Regions from separate parts of the Sus scrofa genome. Here region 2 is linked to region 1. A link is a contact called in public Hi-C data. All regions are on one chromosome and are shown on one strand. The core of a region is the stretch at or near the end of the contact, and the rest is flanking DNA. Distances in the headings are between cores, read along the strand shown.

The links. Hi-C and Micro-C count contacts between places; a contact is called where the count stands out from the background.
Region 2: a Hi-C map of skeletal muscle shows a contact between it and region 1, with 2.9 times the contacts expected there. The contact joins the promoter of PIGH here to the promoter of VTI1B in region 1. A contact is called at or near these places in 1 of 5 promoter capture datasets (liver), 19 of 47 Hi-C or Micro-C datasets (blood, brain, embryonic fibroblasts and 8 more) and 2 of 2 datasets of contacts at active chromatin or transcription factors (alveolar macrophages and skeletal muscle).

The regions. Positions count from the first base shown.
Region 1 is chr7:91,411,113-91,417,649 of Sscrofa11.1, reverse strand. VTI1B (vesicle transport through interaction with t-SNAREs 1B) reads left to right here and starts at 4,170. Exons shown (of 6, transcript NM_214437.1): 1 at 4,170-4,292. The coding sequence starts at 4,178. It overlaps RDH11 (retinol dehydrogenase 11), which reads left to right. Exons shown (of 8, transcript XM_005656347.1): 8 at 765-2,609. The coding sequence ends at 867.
Region 2 is chr7:91,313,523-91,320,059 of Sscrofa11.1, reverse strand. PIGH (phosphatidylinositol N-acetylglucosaminyltransferase subunit H) reads left to right here and starts at 3,712. Exons shown (of 4, transcript XM_001928658.5): 1 at 3,712-3,994. The coding sequence starts at 3,815.

The DNA.
Region 1 (6,537 bases), core at 2,921-5,420:
TGGGGCTGTGGTGTAGGCTGGCAGCTGTAGCTCCGATTTGACCCTGAACCTCCATATGCTGAGAGTGTGGCCCTAAAAAGCAAAAAATGAAAAAAAAAAAAAAAAGATCCTTGAGAAACTTTTCTGGGTGGTAAAGAGTTGAGATACCCCTCTGTATTTAATGGGGACTTAAAATAATTGGAATTCTGGCAATGAAGAGAAGATGTATGAAACACCTAGTACCTTGTTAGCATTTCTTTTCTGCTGTCATCTTTTCCTTTTTTTGTGGGTTATGAAGCTGGCTTTACTTGTTCTTTGAGTTTAAAAAGTTATAACTGCAGGTAGACCAGAAAAAAAGCAATTTTTTTAACCCCTCCAAGCATCTATGACCAACGTAAATAGCAGTACCTCAGCGACATGACACTGTACAGCATCCTATAGAGCTGACCTTAGAGACGTATTTGAACAAGATGTACATACAAAAGTGTTAATCAGGCACTGATATTACAGTTAAGTACGTACATACAAAGGGGACTATAAAGATTAAATGATATATGTTATATATCAAAGCATTCTGGTCAGAGATGCTCTAGTGAGCTCTAAAATGGGAATTATATTTTGTCTGGGGGAAAGACTGGAGAATGAAGAGGTAGGACAAACACTGGTCCTGTGAAGCACCCAGAGCACAAGTCATCGCTGGGTTTCTTTTTCTGTGTTCCTTATCCCAGGCAGAGAGCCAACTTCATTCTCAACCCTGTGCTTAAAGCCTCTCTCTTTCCTTGCAGTGACTGCCATGTGGCATGGGTCTCTGCCCAGGCTCGTAACGAGACAGTAGCAAGGCGGCTATGGGATGTCAGCTGTGACCTGCTGGGCATCCCTATGGATTGACGGGTGATGGCAGTTGGACCAAGAGAAGCCTGCAGCACACTACTCAGTACTCCCTGCCAAAATGATTCTCCTTCAGGATGGCCAAAACCTTGAGCACAAAGACTGCAAACCTTCCATCCTTGCCTGCTTGATGTTGGATAAAAGCCCAGTGTACACTGCCAGACTCATCTAAACGCCTTGCATTTGTCTAGATTTATTTTGTTCCTATTACTGCCAGAGTTACCAGAGATAATGTAGGATAGGTGGACCCTCATATGCCTGCCACCATATGACCGCTTGTATTTTCCCTCTGAAACCTACTACCTAGGAGAGCCTAAGCTATGGCAGGGTTGATTTACAGCACTTTAGATTTGTTTCTGTCCTTCTTGTCCACAATGTAGTTCCTCTCGACCAAACAACCTTCAAAGGGGCCACGCTGCAGCCTCAGCTAAGCTCCAGGAGTCACAGTGGCTTGGCTCAAGAGCAAGATTTCTCCCTTATCTCTTAAGAAAACCATCATGGCACCAACATCTGGAGTCTTGAAAGAAACTCTTAACTGAATCTGGGTTGTGGCATGGCTTCATCTCTGACACCGCTTTTAAGACACTTTCCCATGCCTAGACCACAAAAGAGCTTCCTTTTCTAAGAAGGTAGTAGGGTTTAGGGGATGGTAGGAATTTGGGGGAAGGCAGAGATAAAAATCAAATTGAAACTGTCATTCATTTTTCTATTTCTCAAACCAGCAAGAGGGTAGTGGAAGAAGCAGTTTGCAAAGATATGCCACCTGACTTCAATTACTGAAGGAGGCCTCATTTTTGTGCCTTAGTTTCTCTTAGAGAACCAGAAGACAGGAAAGGCTTTTTGATGATTGTCCCTGAGTGTATCTTTGTGTGTGTTCTTTTATATTTATGCAGTTGGGAGCATTCAAAATAGCCACAAAGGAACAGTATTATACTGGATCCTAGTGCAGGTAAATGATCAGAGACCGATCAAATCAGTGTCATTCAGTCTTTGATACAAATGGGTAGAGCTACAAATAGAAGTGAACTTTGTATCTGCTCAGAACTACCAATCAAGAAGCACATGGGTAGCATGGAAGAAATCCAAAAAAGAATCCTAGAAGATACTGCATGCAAAGGCAATGAAGGGACTAGTTAAGGGTTTGTTTTTCAGTCCCGGGCCAGGGATTGAATCCGAACTACAGCTGTGGCAACACTGGATCCTTTAACCCACTGCGCCTGGCTGGGGATAGAACCTGAGCTTCCACAGCAACCTAAACTACTGCAGTCAGGTTCTTAACCCACTGCGCCACAGCACGAACTTCTTCAACAAAATATTTTAAGGACTGGTGTTGGTAATTACAGTCAATTTAAAAAATCTTTTAGGGCATTTCCTTACATTATCTTGATATTAATGTCTACTGTACTTGCTAGAAATCTACATTTGGAGAACTTTTATCAAAAGGAATGCTGCTGAAGGAAGGCTGAGGAATTGGTAATAGTTCATCCCCTGTTTTGAGTACATACTTCTACTAGAGTTTGTGATTTTCTTGGACTAACATATATTCACTTAGGTGGAGAAAAGAGTGTAGGACCACAGTCTTCTCATATTTGTAAATAATCTTTTGTTGAACTTGTTTTGACCATTAAACTAGACATAGTTATTTTACGGAAAAATTGGGAAACTTTTGATAATAGTGTGGAACTGAATTAATATTTAATGTATATTGAACTGTCAATCACAAATAAAAACTTTTGATTATGTATCATGTTTTTATTTACCAGAATGAAAACTGTCAGCATTAAACAAATTTAATTTGAACCAAAAGAAGAAAATAATTAAAGTTTAATTAGAGTCAAAGGAAGAAAACATTTCATTATTATAGTTATGCAGTCATTTCTCATTCTGAGAATAATTTGTCCCAGAGTCTAGTACAGTACAGTCTCAATTCAAATGCCATTAACTCTGGTTATGCGATAATTTGATTAGTCATTCACCCATTTTCTACTAATCTTTCATGAAGAAAAGATCACTTTTTCCATCCCAGGCTATTTGTTACTTCTTTTTGTACCTGTCCCTTTTATTTATAACACAATGCTATGGGACTTACCACAGTACACTGCCACTGATGACCTCAGACTTTGCTATCTATCTCTATGTTCAATATTAGGAGCTCAACAAAAATTTGTTGAATCAATGATCAATGAATTCGGTCTAATAAAAAACTAGGGTCCAGGAGATAAAAATTACCAAATCATTTACCCCTGGTCAGTCATATATTTTTAACATGTGCGGGCAGTTTTAAGTATTCCAGAATGGGCTCCATAGGCAAACTCATCAGTGAAAATAGGAATTTTCCTCCATTAAATCACGAAAACCCACGAAGTGCAGAAAAAGATCTTGTAATTGTTAACACATTACACTTGAGAGAGAGCTGATAAAAGCCAGGTCTGCCTTCATTATAAATTACCCAAGCGCAGAGAGAAACTTATTCACCAACACTTTCCCAGATCCCACCACAGTGACTACCCTTAAATTGACAAACACCGGCTAAGTGAACGAGTGCACCGCAGCTGCGGCGGCTAGAGGGTGAGTATTTTAGGGGCCACCCTGCCCGAGGGCCACTCCTGAAAGCATATGACTGATCACTTGACTCCCAGTCAAAGTGCTTTACTGCTTGAGAGCAGGCAGGAACCTGACCCAGCTATTTTCCGAAAACTGAAAGCTAACAGTCATAATGTGGACTGAATCAGAGTGGCCAAACATTACCACCAGAGTGAAGACGACGACCACGCGCTACCGATATGTTAGCGTCACGTCCGCGGCCGCGGCGACCACAGGGCCACCGCCCCCAACGATGCGTGACTTCCGAGTAGGGGCGTTTTCCGCGCCGAACTACAGCCCCCAGCATGCACTACAGCCCCTCGACGGAAGGCGGATCCCGAGAGGGAGGGGGCCGTGCCGCCCGGCCTGCGGGTCCCCAAAGTCCCTTCCGCTGTGGCGCTCTCCCCGACGCCGAGCTGGGTATTTCCCGGGTTCCGAGACTGCCGGCTAGCGTCAGATCGCTGCCACCCCCGCAGGAGTCGCCCGGGCAGCGCACGCTGCCAAACTTTCCGTCAGGCTTTGGCGCCTGGCGCGCCGTCAGTGACGCCATGCAGGGGGTGGGCGTTCCGGTTCGGCAGGACCCCGCCGCGGCGCCGGAAGCGCCTCGTCCTGGGAGGTGGTGGCGGCGGTCGCCGTGATGCCTGCGGGGCTGGGCGGCTGACGGTGGCGTAGAAGTGGGCCCCGAGCCCTGAGTCTCGGCGGCCGCTGTTGTAGAGCGGCCTCCGCCATGGCCACCTCCGCCGCCTCCTCGGAGCATTTCGAGAAACTGCACGAGATCTTCCGCGGCCTCCATGAAGACCTACGAGGGGTGCCGGAGCGGCTCCTGGGGATAGCAGGGACAGGTAAGGCGGGGGCGGGCTGAGCCTAGGGGAACCCGGCTCCGCCAGCTCTGCGAGGAAGGGCCCCCACCCTCTTCTCTCGCTTCTCATTCTCAGACACGCCCCCTAAGGTTGGCTGGGTCCAGGCACCCGGGAGCTCCCTACTGCCAGGTGTTCCCTTTTGATCCTATAGCGTTCAGATTTTTCTCGTTTCGTCTTCAGCGTGGCAAGAAGAGTACAGACCTTAAATCTGAGATGCTGTGTTTCAGTAGAATGGGTTTCTTTTGTAGCTTTCTGTATTTTTGTTTTATATATCCAAAACTATTTTCAAAAGAGACCCAGACTGGCAGAAGAGCCGTAGCACAAAAAAAGTTCAGAACCCAAAGGAGTCATAACTCTGGGGGTTGGTAAGTAACCAGTCTTGGAGGGGGGGTTCTTTAAAATCAGGATTGTGATCATTAGGTATGGTCGTCCTCTGAACTCCGCCTAGACTGTTTCTTGCTCCTTGATTTTAAAGTTCGGATTGCTGCAGGTTTTGCTTGGAGGAAATAAAGAGTTCGAATTCACATAGGGAAGTTTGCCATAGTTTTTTGTCCTAAGACAAATAGCTCTCCATGGCAAAGCAGGTAAGATTTTTGTTGTTTTTACTTAAGTGTCAAAGCTTGAGTGTTTGCTCTGTGAGTTCCTCAAGGTCATATGAATTGACACACTGGTGAGAATTATATCTTTGTTTAACATATTTATTGGAGGAGTCTGCTGTGTGCTAGGCACTGTCCTAGATGCTGGTAATATTACAAACTACAGTGAAAACGCTTAAAGTCTCTTCTATAGGTTGATGATAATATAAATATCAAGAGGTGGTGCGGAGTTCCCGTCATGGCTCAGTGGTTAACGAATCCAACTAGGAACCATGGGGTTGCGGGTTCGATCCTTGACCTTGCTCAGTGGGTTGATCTGGCGTTGCTGTAAGGTGTGGTGTAGGTCGCAGACTCGGCTGGGATCCCGCATTGCTGTGGCTCTGGCGTAGGTGAGTGGCTACAGCTCCGATTCAACCCCTAGCCTGGGAACCTCCATATGCTGTGCGAGCAGCCCAAGAAATGGCAAAAAGACAAAAAAAAGAGGTGGTGTTAAAGCAATGTGAGAAAATAAAACAGGGCAAAGAAATAGGGAGGGGGCTCTAGCTTTAACTTGAGTAGCTGTGAAAGGCCTCTTTGAGGAGGTGATTTGAAGTTAAGTTGAGCAGAGATTTGAAGTAAGGGGGTGAACCATTCAAATCTGGGGAAAGTGAGAGTCAGGAAGACAGAACGGTACTGCAGAGATCCTTGAGCAGAAATGAGCTTGGTATATTCTAGGAAGAACAAGAAGGTCAGTGTTTGGGGTGGAAGGAGGAGATTGTGATAATAGATGAAGCTTTAAAGAGGTAGGCAGGGCCAGATCACCTGGGGCCTTGTGGAAAAGATTCCCATCTTTTTCTAAATGCAGTGGCTGGCAATTGAAAGTTTGTTTTTTTTTGTTTGTTTGATTTTCCTCCTGTCTTTTGAGGGCTGCATTCGTGGCATATGAAACTTCCCAGGCTAGGGGTTGAATTGGAGCTGCAGCTGCCAGCCTACGCCACAGCCACACCAATGCCAGATCCTAACCACATCTGCGACCTACATCACAGTTCACAGCAACACCGGATCCTTAACCCACTGAGCCGAGGCCAGGGATCAAACTTGTGTCCTCTTGGATCCTAGTCAGTTTGCTACCACCAAGCCATTCCGGGAGCTCCCTAAAGGGTTTTTAACAGAAGAGCAATGGAATCTGATGTACGTGGTTGAAGAATAGACCATTTTGGAGTTCCTATTGTGATTCAGCGGGTTACCAGACTAGGATCCATGAGACTCAGGTTTGATACCTGGCCTTACTCAGTGGGTTAAGGATCAGGTGTTGAAACAAGCTGCAGCATAGCTCACAGATGTGGCTGTGGCCTAGGCTTCTAGCTGGTAGCTGCAGCTCCGATTCAACCCCTAGCTCCAAGAACTTGGGTGATTAAGCACTGAATAATGTATATAGCACATCCATTGCATTTAGCTTATGCTCTGTAATTGAATTCAGTCATTTTTCAATAATCATTTAAAAATAAACATTTATTGAGATTTATGTATCAATCAGTGTCGGGCCCCTGAGGGGTTCCAGGAGTTCTTGCCTTAAACGGGAGCGAATTTACAGCCAAGTATTTGATGAGCCCTGAGATAGCTTTTTTGTCATGGTCTCAAAACTAACATTG
Region 2 (6,537 bases), core at 2,463-4,962, 97 kb after region 1:
AGACGTGGCTTAGATCTAGCATTGCTGTGGCTGTGGTGTAGGCCAGCGGCTATAGCTCCAGTTGGACCCCTAGCCTGGGAACTTCTGTATGCCGTGGGGGTGGCCCTAAAAAGACAATATATATATATATATATATATATATATATATATATATATATGTTGGTCTCTCCCCCTGGTTCCTGGCACAAAGCTCCTAAAACAGTTGTAATTTCCTAAGTGATAAGAGTCCTAGAAACATTTTTTGTTCTAATATTTGTTCTTTGGTTCTTGACACAAAGTTCATAAACACTTTGGGGTTTCCTGGTCGATAACAGTATCTTTTGTTCTAAGAAGGCAACTCTTGGTGGGATCCTAGATGGGGGCTGGTCACCAGAAAGCCCAAGCATGATTAGAAGCTTGGGATTTTCAGCCTATGCTCCCCACCCTATTCTCCAGCGAGGAAGAGTGGCTGGAAACGATGTAATGATTGAGCATGCTACATGCTGAAGACTGCATTAAAATCCTGAAAGTACAAGGTTTGGAGAGCATCCATGTTGGTGAAGCCTCCATATACCAGGAAGATGATGGATCTCACTCGACGGGGCCAGAAGCTCCTGCACTCAGAACCCTCCCAGACCTTGTCCTCTGTATCTCTTTATCTGGATATTCATCACATCCTTTGTTATATAATAAACTGGTAAAATGTTTCCCTGAGTTTTGTGAGCCATTCTAGCAAATACTTGAACCCAAGACGTTAGAGCAGAAAAATCAAAGAAGAGGCAGGAGGACGGAGCACTGAGACATCAAGAGAGTTTTATTGACTAACAGATTCAGATTGGCCAGGAACACTGAGAAAGAACGTGGGGCTCCCGGCCCACTTAGGGAGCAGTTAGTTATAGAGGAAAAGGGGTAGTTTCTATTTTTAGCACAGCTTTGTTCCTGGGCTAAGTCAGTATTCAAGGGGGAGAGGGAGGCAATCTCCTTAGGCATGTGGGTGGGTAATGGTTTGGGGTGGGGGATAGATCGCAGTTGTAAGGGAACATCCCATGATGAATGAAGTTTAACTGGTCTCCAAGGCACTGTTGGGGTGGGGGAATCAACCTTCTAGACTGTAAGTCTGATTAGGGTTTCGGTGGTGCCTGGCACGTCATGTCTCCACCTAACACAAGAAAGAGGAGGTCATGGGGAACTCGGATGTGCAGCCAAGTGGGGAGAAGTCTCGTGGGACCGAGCCCTTAATTGTGGGATCTGATACTATTTCTGGGTAGATCGTGTCAGAACTGACACCAACTGGCGTCACAGATTTATTGCCCTTGGTGTGGGGACTTCTCCTAACATTTGGTGTCAGAAGTATTGTGAGTGTGGTAGCAGTGTGAAGGTAAAGGAGAAACACAGACCAAGCTTTTTCTAAAACAGTTTTGTATATGTAACATAATACCTAGAGCAACCACTAAAAAAGCTACATAAGGAAGCATATATTCACACTGTATAGATAAGCCAAAATAGAATTTTAAACAAGGTGAAACTGTAAGCTGCTTTTTGCAAGAAAGAGCTCTCTGCAGGAGACCCCTTTTATCTTGCCACTTTAACAAAGCTATATTTTAACTAGCTTCCAGCCCAAGCACACCTTTCAAATCTATTGATCACACATATTTTGTTCCTTAGATCAAAGAAAAAGAAATGACCAATAAGTCATTAACAGTTGGTCAGAATTTTTTTTTCTTTTTTGGGCCATACCTGCGGCATATGGAAGTTTCCAGGCTAGGGGCTGAATCAGAGCTGCAGTTGCTGGCCACAGCCACAGCCACAGCCACACCAGATCCGAGCCACATCTGTGACCTACGCCAGAGCTTGCGGCAACGCTAGATACTTAACCCACTGAGCGAGGCCAGGGATTGAACCCACATCCCCATGGATACTAGTCGGATTTGTAACTCGCTAAGTCACAACGGGAATGCCACAGATGGCCAGATCTCTTCCCCAGTTTCCCTTCAGTAATCTCACAAGCAAACTGCGTAAACAAGATAGCCTCTAAAGAAAGGTCAGAAGAAGTAGATGAGCCTGCACACAGTGGGAGATGTCGACGAATCGGACCGCCTACCTCAGTAATTAACTGAGATTACTTCCCTTTCTCCCTTGAAAACCTTCATGGCCAAACAGAATCTTGGGAGCTGGTCTTGTTATAGGGGTCCACTTTCTCCCCAGATTGCCAGCTTTTGATTAAAGCAATCTGTTTCTACCAGCACTTGCCTCTTGAGTATTGACTTTTTAGCAGCAAGCAGCAAGACTGGAATTTGTCAACAAAATGTGTTATATTTGTCTTTTTAATGTAAAATTTCTTTTTCTTTTTTTTTTTTTTTTGTCTTTTTGCCATTTCTTGGGCTACTCCTGCGGCATATGGAGGTTCCCAGGCTAGGGGTCGAATCGGAGCTGTAGCCACCAGCCCGTGCCAGAGTCACAGCAACTCAGGATCCGAGCAGCATCTGTGACCTACACCATAGCTCACGGCCATGCCACATCTTTAACGCACTGAGCAAGGCCAGGGATCGAATCCGAAACCTCATGGTCCCTAGTTGGATTAGTTAACCACTGATCCACAACGGGAACTCCAAATGTAAATATTTCTTGATCAATTTCACAAAAAACTGCAATAAGATTTACGAGTTCTTTTTGTTGGTTTTTTATTTTTTAATTAAAAAAATTTTTAGGGCTGCATCTGCAGTATATGGAAATTTCCAGGCTAGGAGTAGAATCAGAGATACAGCTGCAGCAACTTGGGATCCAAACTGCATCTGCAACCTATACCACAGCTCCCCGCAATGCTGGATCCTTAACTGACTGAACACGGCCAGGGATCGAACCCAGGTGTTCATGGATACTAGTCGGGTTCTTAACCCACTGGCCACAAAGGGAACTCCTTTGATGGCAGAAGGAAGGGATAATAATTAGACTCATCATCTTCCGCTCTTGCTAACCTCCCAGCCAGGATTTGTCTGCCTACTCAATGCTCCAGGCAGTGGTTTGGGAGAGAGGACACCTAGCCAGTGAGATCTAAACTCCTTACCAAGCCCTATACAAAATCCTCCTGGTTCTGACCGCTACCTACCTCCCAACAGCCGACTGCATTCCTTATGCGTCAGCCTCTCTGACCTTTTGATTCCTTCAATAAGCCGATCTTGTTCCAGCCTCGGGGGCTTTCTTTTTCCTGGTCCTCCTTCCTGGCAAATTTCTTCTCCAGACCTGCCTCAGACCAGTCTGGCACCTTATACTTGTAGCTCCAGTGTCTCATCTCAGAGGATGTCGTCTGTCCTCTTCAAAGTCCTCGAGTAGCCCTGCAGGTCCTATTATTGCCAAGAGCACTCTGAGATTATTTCCATATTGTTTCTCTTAATAGGAAGGAAACTACTAGAAAGCAGGGATTTTGTCAATACTGTTTACCGCTGTACCCCTTCAGCACCTAAAACTACCTTGCACCGGGATGAATGAATGAATGAATGAACAAATACCTGCGGGCTGTCTCCTTGGGCGTACTCTGGCTTAGAAATAGAAATCAGTTTGTTGGGCGAAAGCACATTAACAGCTGTTTTAATCTGCCCGCTGAGGCCTTGGCCCCCTTTGAATCTCTGGGGTAGATAATCTTCAAATCCCTCTGGGCCAGGGCGTGGAAAAACCTAAACCCGAAGAGCGTCCCTCCTGTCGGCGGCGGAACTGCGGCTGCGCGCAGCCGGGGGAGGGGCGTGGCCAACCCCGCTCGGGAAGCTCGCCCAGAGCCGGCGAGAGGACGCTGGAGGGCGCGCCAGACGCCGCGGCGTGGCCTGGTGGAGGCGAGCCGGCCATGGAGGACGAGCAGAGCTTCTCAGACATCTGCGGGGGCCGCCTGGCCCTGCAGCGGCGCTACTACTCCCCGTCCTGCCGGGAGTTCTGTCTCAGCTGCCCTCGGATCTCGTTCCGCTCGCTCACCGCAGTCACCTGCACCGTGTGGCTGGCGGCCTACGGACTCTTCACGCTTTGCGAGGTAAGGCCGGCCGGCCCCTTCCCGCGGGCCGGAGTCGGAGGCTCGGCTTTAGAAGGGTCTTGGGTTGAGCCCAGACCTCTCGCCGGACCCTCCTCCAGTCGCAGGGCTGGAGGGAGGGAACGGGAGGGTTCTGGGGACGCCATTCCGCTGCTGGACAGCTCTCCTCCTTAGGTTTAGTGACGTTTGTGCTCCTGTACTTTATCCCGCTCACGGGCCGCTGCTCTGCTCCCTGGTTCCACCCAGCATACAGATGGAGCTCGTCCTTGCACGACAGTCCAAAACATTAACTTCCCCGTGCTCTCTGTAGTCCACGCGCATGGTCATTCAGGTCCAAGAGTTCAAGAGAACTAAATGGATCGTCATCATCCATCACTTCCACTCCTCAGAGGAATCACTGCTAACAGTACCTTAAAGTCTTCTAGAAACTGCCTGTGCCGCCACAGTAATGTCTTTGCCTCCGTGTGTCTTTGCCTCCGCAGTTCACACAAGCAAGTTAAGAGTTTGATATAGTTCTTCCTAATCTCCTTTTCAAGGCAGCCTAACTCCTCCTCCTCCCGATCCCTTCCCCAAACTTAAATTGTGAAATTTTGGACATGGGTGGTTTCTATGCTCAGTTCTAGACTCATTCCCTTTTTCTGGGCCTCAATGTTCACGTCTCCAAAATGCAATTAATATCTGCCACGCCACTTTCACAGCATTGTGAGGGTCACATGTAGTGGCTTTGTGACAGCCCTCAAATAAAAGGAATCATCCTTATTGTTTTCTTCAGTAATTTAGTTTCGTATGTAGTGCCCTAAATTGAATGTATTATCCCAGGAGTGACCTAACTAGAGCTAAGTACAGCAAGGCTATTTATTTCTATAGTTTGGGTATTGTTTCCCATACTGCATCCATTAATTTGTACCAAATTGCATTGAAAAGCTTGTTTGTAAGTCACTCGAATTGGTTAAGTTGCCAGGACCGTCCTTCCCCTTCCGTAAAAAGATTTAATATATAATATAGCTGAACTTCAATACGAGCTTGAGCTCTGACCATGTAGTCATGTGAGGAAGAGGGAACAGGTATTTTTATTAAATGCCCACCAAGTGCCTGCTGCTTTACTAAATGCCTTGTTTCAACCTTAGAAGAAAATCAAGACTCAGAGTAATAACTTATCCGAAGTGATAAAGCTAGTAAATGGCATACCTGGGTTTCAAACCCAGGGCTGACTCTGAAACCATTTCTTCTCACTACACTATGATGTCTCCTCCTTGGGGAGGGCTTACTTAGGCAAAATTTTTAAATAGGGGAAGTTTGTTATTGTGCCAGCTCCCTTTTGTATGCATTTCTCCCATCCTGGTATATCCCACTTACCCCATCAAATGTCCAGGCTCCGTAACTTCAGCTTCCTTTAAACTCCACTGCAACACTTCTTAAGGGCCCTGTGCACCAAAATTTCTTTTCTTTCCTCCTATTCAAAACTATTAGAGTAATGAATCTCAGCTAGAATGAGAAGTCTGATGAAGAAATTCCTTAAAACATGTGGCTTAACTTCAACCCAAACGAATACTGAATTGTTAGAATTTCAGAAAGAAAAATGAAGTATAAAAAATTGTAGGTAGTGGAGTTCCCATCGTGGCGCAGTGGAAACAGATCCAACTAGGAATCATGAGGTTGCAGGTTCAGTCCCTGGCTCACTCAGTGGGTTAAGGATCTGATGTTGCCGTGAGCTGTGGTGTAGGTCGCAGATGAAGCTCAGATCTGGTGTTGCTGTGGCTGTGGTGTAGGCTGGCAGCTGTAGCTCCGATTAGACCCCTGGCCTGGGAACCTCCATATGCCGCGGATGCAGCCCTAAAGTGCAAAAAAAAAAAAAATGTAGGTAGTAATGAAGTTTGGGGCAAGGATTACTTTCTAGAAATGCTAATATGGGTCAAATCCCCTAAGTATATCATGTTCTTCATCCCTTCTTTCCTCCCAGTTTTTGAACTCACAGTTCTGTTGGAATTCTAAGTCTTTATTTATTCCTAGAATATCGACCTCCTTCCTTTTCTCAGCTAAGTATATCTGTCAATAACCACTACCTCCTCTGTACCAGCTAAATCCTGCTTCCTTGGACGTCTTCATGGGATCTTCCTGTGTGCTTAAGTCTCTTTCTTGCTTTCGCTCTCTCTCTTTTAATCCAGTCTTAGGCACTTCTAAAAGTATCACTTCTAGTGAATAGTATCACAGTATCCTCCAAAAGTATTTTTTATATATTGATCTTGCCTCTAATAAATCTCTAAGGGCCAGAACCGAATTTTATCATTCTCCACTCTTCCTAATACTTAACTCAGTTCACACTGTGTACAAGACACTACTGTACTAGATGCTAGACTCAGTTAACTAAAAGTGTTTCTGGATCATCAGAGACCCAGCACAAAGATTTCTCCATCTTCCATTTGTTAATCCACAAATGATTATCTAGCACAGAGGTCAGCAAAGTTTTTCTTTAAAAGTCCAAATAGTAAATATTTTAGGCTTTACAGGTCTCTGTCTCATATTCTTCTGTTTCTTTTTCTCTTTTT